Linked DNA regions of Hordeum vulgare: region 1 is linked to region 2. The links are chromatin contacts, called in public Hi-C maps. All regions are on one chromosome and are shown on one strand. Each heading gives the region's core, a stretch centred on a gene start, on an enhancer-like site or on the middle of the called end of the contact. The rest is flanking DNA. Distances are from core to core; before and after follow the strand shown. Region 1 holds the start of LOC123440933 (L-type lectin-domain containing receptor kinase IX.1-like). Region 2 holds the start of LOC123445486 (BTB/POZ domain and ankyrin repeat-containing protein NPR5-like).

Evidence for each region. Hi-C and Micro-C count contacts between places; a contact is called where the count stands out from the background.
Region 1: a Hi-C map of leaf shows a contact between it and region 2, with 2.1 times the contacts expected there. The contact joins the promoter of LOC123440933 here to the promoter of LOC123445486 in region 2. A contact is called at or near these places in 3 of 6 Hi-C or Micro-C datasets (leaf and seedling).

The regions. Positions count from the first base shown.
Region 1 is chr3H:596,320,226-596,322,925 of MorexV3_pseudomolecules_assembly, forward strand. LOC123440933 (L-type lectin-domain containing receptor kinase IX.1-like) reads right to left here and starts at 1,362. Exons shown (of 3, transcript XM_045117470.1): 1 at 463-1,362; 2 at 1-345. The coding sequence starts at 1,292. LOC123445488 (protein OSB2, chloroplastic-like) reads right to left here. Exons shown (of 8, transcript XM_045122475.1): 7 at 2,178-2,239; 8 at 1,676-2,093. The coding sequence ends at 1,935.
Region 2 is chr3H:595,908,036-595,910,735 of MorexV3_pseudomolecules_assembly, forward strand. LOC123445486 (BTB/POZ domain and ankyrin repeat-containing protein NPR5-like) reads right to left here and starts at 1,393. Exons shown (of 2, transcript XM_045122474.1): 1 at 412-1,393. The coding sequence starts at 957.

The DNA of each region.
Region 1 (2,700 bases), core at 112-2,611, 410 kb after region 2:
AGCTCGTCCTCGAACGCCTGCCTGCCGGATGCCGCCGGTTTGAATCTCTTTATCGCCACCGGTCTGCTTGGGCTTGTCAGTTGGCCCCTGTAAACGAAGGCGGAACCTCCTTGCCCGAGCCTGGTTTCCTCGGCGAAGTTGTTGGCCGCGCGCGCCAGCTTATGGTAATCAATGTGCCCGAGGCCCCTGGCGAGAGCTCTGCATCGCTTCTTCCTCGTGTATAGCTGCCATTGATGGACGCCAACAAAGACGCACACGATTGCAATAATAACTCCAATAAACGGTCCAGTCACCTCTACTGCCAGTTTCGACAGGTTCTGCCTCGCAGGCGGCGGAACCCTGGGGCTCTTCAGCGTAGGCCGCCACGGCGGCGGGGGCTCGGAGGTCGTCGGTGCAGGCGGCGAAATCTCGGAGCCCGTCGGTGCGAGCGCGGGCGCAGGCGCAGGCGCAGGCGCGGCTCGCGGATCCAAGGTGGAGTTAAATGACCATGACATTATTTGGTGTAACTCGACGGCCAAACCAGTGGCACCTGAGAAGCCGATGGCCACCACATTGGGCAAGGCCTGCCTCAGGTCAACAGTCGTGTTGACACGGTAAGTCACGTCGCCGATCTGGAGAACGGCAGCCAGTAATTTCGTGTCGTTGCCGTAGCTGATATCGCAACTCATCAGGAAGCCAGACGTCAGGTTCCTGTCAGGCACGTCCGCGTTGGTGTACTCCTGGGAGACGATGGAATTGACGTCGATGCCCATGTGGCTGCCGCTGTGGTCGATGCCAAAGTTGAAGTACGTATCAAACTCAACCGCCACGACTCGGTCGTCGCCGGTCGCGACCGTGCCAGCGGTTGTGTTGAAGAGGCCGAGGTTCCCGCCGCCCATGTCGCGTTTGACATTGGGAATGCTCGGCGGAGGATAATGCCCAAGGAAGAACGTCAAGCCATCGCCAGTGTCATTGCTTGGCGGGATTTGGAAAGTGAAGGAGGTGGTGAAGCGGGCGAGCTCGCCGGTGACGGTGTCCCACAGCGGCACGGGCGTCGCGAGGTACGCCCGCCCTACGCTGTTCCGGTTGTCTCGACCCACGCCGTTTCTCGTGAGCTGGATCATGTGAGACTGGGTGTCGTAGTATGCGTCACCCTGGAAAAAGAAGTCTTGGGCGTCGTAGTCGGGATCGGACAAGTCGGGGCTGAAAGAAATCGAGAGGGTAGCACGAGGCAGGTGCAGAGACCATATGGAGTAGCAGAGGAGGAGCATGAAGATGTGTATTTGGTAGGAGAAGCTCACGGCAGCAGCCATTTGCTGCGGCGTTGTTTGGAAGCTCGCCAACAAAATCGTCCTATATAGCTCCTCATCTCGACGAAATGGCCCCTAGTAACGTCCGTTAGACAGAATGGGGTTGTTAATGAGCCAAATCTTTCTGCTGAATCTCCTAGGTGATAATCTATCGGACCAAGTCTTATATGCGGAGTAGTGCTACTATGTTCCATCGGACTAAGTCTCCGAGGCATACCATGTTCGTTTCCTTGTTTGGGCTTTATCCCGTGTCAAAATCTGTGAGGCCGAATGACACACAGCCCGCTTAAGTTTCCCGGGCGACGCCCAAGGCCCACTTTACTACCATGTAATTTTGCTGAAAGCACAGCCATGAAACTCAAAGCAGTGCAAGGGGGACAGACGTATGAAGCGGCATAGGTATCATCGACTTGGAAATGCTATTTACATCCTCGCATAGCATTACTAAGGCCCAACCCAGCCCAACCCACATGGGCATCAGTGACAGCGCTGGAGGTTAAGGCAGAGATTTTTTTTTTTCTTTAATCTTGCGTGGTCTCTACCGGACTCGCATAAGTTAGCAGAACAGAGACAGCCTGAATATATTTAGCAAAAGAATAGAGCTGAGGCAACGCACATCGCACAGCGTAGGCCACCTCAGACAGGTCAAGAGAGTAGGGTCTCCGGCCTTCTACCTGCCCCTCCCCCTTTGCTACCTCCTTTCACCGGCGGCAGCGCATCTGTAACCCAACTTGGTGTCCTGGGACTCAACCATAGAGCCTCGCCGGTGTCTTTGTGCTTGAAGTCGGGGGCTTTAGGTGACCTCTGAATTTCAAAGGAGATAGAACAATCGTTAGGACCAGCTGAGGGAAGGAAAAATAAATCATGACGAAATGTTCCGAGGCTCACCTTGTCTACTCGGTTGTCCCACCAGCTTTGAGGACTTTCCACCAGATTCTGCCACGATTCCGCTGAAAGCAATGTTACGCAGGTCATCAGCAAAGAGATGCTCACAGGCTGTGAGGCTCAAACTACCGACTAGAAGAATATGCAGGTTCCGCTAGAAAGACTGGCCAAAACACAGTTCAAGAAACATGGCCATTGTAAGCGATATAACCTCCTTGATTTGCACGATTTCCAAAACGCGAGATTAGAGTGTCATGGATACTACATGGTTGATGGATGTTTGATTGTGCATAGGAAAAACGTAGGAATGTTTCCAACAGATTGGAGTGGATGAAAAATTCCTGTGAAATCCAGTGCAAATAAATGCCAAGGAAAATCCATATTGTTTTCTATGAACCGAACAGGCCTTGTAGGAAAAGTTTGTACTGATTAGAATCCTCAAACAAAACATTGAAAATCCATAGAAACAAAGAGGCACTGCATGTGGTTAAGGAACCAAGAAATGCATGACGGTATTTATAGAAAC
Region 2 (2,700 bases), core at 143-2,642:
GCAGGCAGGCGGCAGGAGGAGGAAGAAAGCGCGCACGTACGTATGCATATGCATATACGCACGCACGCACGCGTGCGCGCGCTGCCTGCAGACGACACGACGGGTCGACGGCGACGACGACGACGACGTCGACGACATACTGCGCTACACAGTCGAGTATAACTTGGTTTAAAAAGGTACGGACAGAGATCAAATCAATGCTGCTGCAGAGATCAGAATGCTCGCCGATCCCAACATAACCAACCCCATCTTGATCCCCACAATCGGCGATCGATCCCCACCCAGCCCCAGGAGAGAGAGAGAGATTGGAACTTTCTTGATTTTTTTGTTCATGGGGAAAAAGAGATGGGGCGGTGAGCAAGAATTGAGAATTGGGGATTAATTAGGGAGAGCATGTAACTAATTAATTACCTGGGTGAGGAGGGCGAGCTCCTCGACGCCGAAGGAGCGGGCGACGGTGAGGGTGTCGAGGGCCAGGTCGACGGCGGCTGCGCAGTGGGTGTGCCAGCAGCCGCGCTCGCCGCACCCGGGCCTGGGCTCCCCCTTCTGCGGCACCAGCGACACCTGCCCGCTGTACAGGAACTGGAGCACCAGCAGGAACACCTCGTAGCTCACCGAGTTCACGGGTATCACCGCTCCCGGCGCCATGGCCGCCGCGGAGGCCGAGCCGGAGCCTCCGGCGCCGCGCGGGGAGGAGGCGGATGCACCGGAGGGCGAGCGCGGGCTGAGGTGGTCCATGAGCACCGCGCCGGGGGAGCCGGCTGCGGCCGCGGCCGCGGCCTGGTCCGCCGCGGCGCCGCAGAAGAACTTGCGGAAGAAGAGGCTGCGCGCGGCGAGGATGCAGCGGTGCGCGTGCACCAGCCGGCCCTCCACGCTGAACGTCACGTCGCTGAAGGCCTGGCCGTTGATGAGCAGGTTGAGGTAGTCCATGGAGAGCGACTTGAAGGTGTCGTCCATGGCCGCCCGCCGCGCCGCGCCGCACCAGCTTCTCGCTAATCCTCCTCCTCCTCCTCCTCCCTCTATCAGTCAATTCGGAGAGAGGGAGAGGAGGAAGAAGAAGCTGGATGAATCAGATCGAGCTAGAGCTGCAGCTGGAGCTCGAGGGAGAGGAGTGGAAGAAGCCGTTGGCGCTGCTGGCTGCTTCGCTCGTCTGCCCCTTCTGCCGGCTGCTGCTGCTGCTGCTGCTGCTGCTGCGCTTGTTGTTGCCCTCCAATCTCGTGCTGCATCGCCCGATCTCTTTTGATCTTCTCTTCTGTCTGCAGTGACCACTTCTTCTTCTCTCCCCTCTTCACTTCTGTCTCTCTCTCTCTCCCTTTCTCCCCTTTATTTATGCAGTATTTTTCGACGGGTGCTCGTGCTGGTGCCCCTCTCTCTCTCTGTCTCCAAAGGTTATATGGAGGCTTGAGATTTTTTTGGGCCTGTGTTGGGGGGAGGGAGGGAGGGCAATATGGGTGGCTGGCTGGGGACATGCATGAATAATTGGTGGGATTAAAATGGGAGGGGCGAAATTAACCGTACATATATGCCAAACAGAGCATGTATGTGTCTACACTTCAGGGGCCCGGAAAAATTTGGACCCAGAGAGAGTGGGAGCCCCCCCTCCAATTGGGGTGGGGGAAAATTAAGTGTGCCATGCTTTGACTGATGCAAGCCATAAATCATGTGTGATTGAAGTGTCTGCTTGCCTTGGAGAGCAGAGCTAAATTAAAGACGATGCATGTCTGCCTTTACATGAATTAAGGCTACGGTGTTGGGTTACACCATGCCCCGTCCGAAAATACCAAGGTGAACATAGTTCCACACGCACCCGTGTTAGCAGCAAAAATTGAGAGAGAAAAAACTACTAGGAAAAAAAATCTGACATTTCGAAGCATCAAACTTGGTTGCCATTCTTCTAACGTGTGCAGTTTTGCGAAGAAATGCATGACACCCATGTTATTCTTAGGGAAGATAATACAATCCTGACGTTATTCAAGGATCATGGGTATCATTTATTCAAGAATCTTCACACGTTAGCAGAATGACGATCAACTTTCATAACCTAGAATTTAAGAATTGCTTGATTTTCTTCTAGTATGTTTTTATCTACTGTTCTAACTGGTGCGCATGAAACCATGTTCCAAAAATTCCTGTCCATGCGCTGCCCTACAAATAGTGTAAACTCCAAATTATACCCTTCATAGAGCCATTGCAACCTCAAAATTTTACTTTATAACTGGTGCAAATGAAACCAAGATTTTTTTCATTTATTACATCACCACCAATATATATTTTTAATTTGTGTGAGCATATGTGTAAACAAAACTAAGAATTAATTCTCTGTCCGTTTTTGTACTAGCTAGATGAACAATTACATAAACACATTTCTTTTTGTTTTACATTAAAAAAATTGTAAATAAAATGCGAATTAGTTAAGTCTCACTTGAGTAAGAGATAGACGTCGTCTCCATGGCTAGTAGGAGTAGTAAGTGATTTGATCGTATTAGAATTTCAACATTTTACATTTATTATATTCATGCAGGGTGCCACTTATCCCCGCCCTCCGTCCCAAACTAGGTTATCGTTATGCCACCTACAGAGATGTCATAGCCTCCTACGTCCTCCTCGTCTTTCCAAGTCGCTTGCATGTCATAACCCTAGCCGAAAAAGGGTTTACCCCCGCTTTGTATGACAAAGCAACAAACCGAAATATTCAACGAT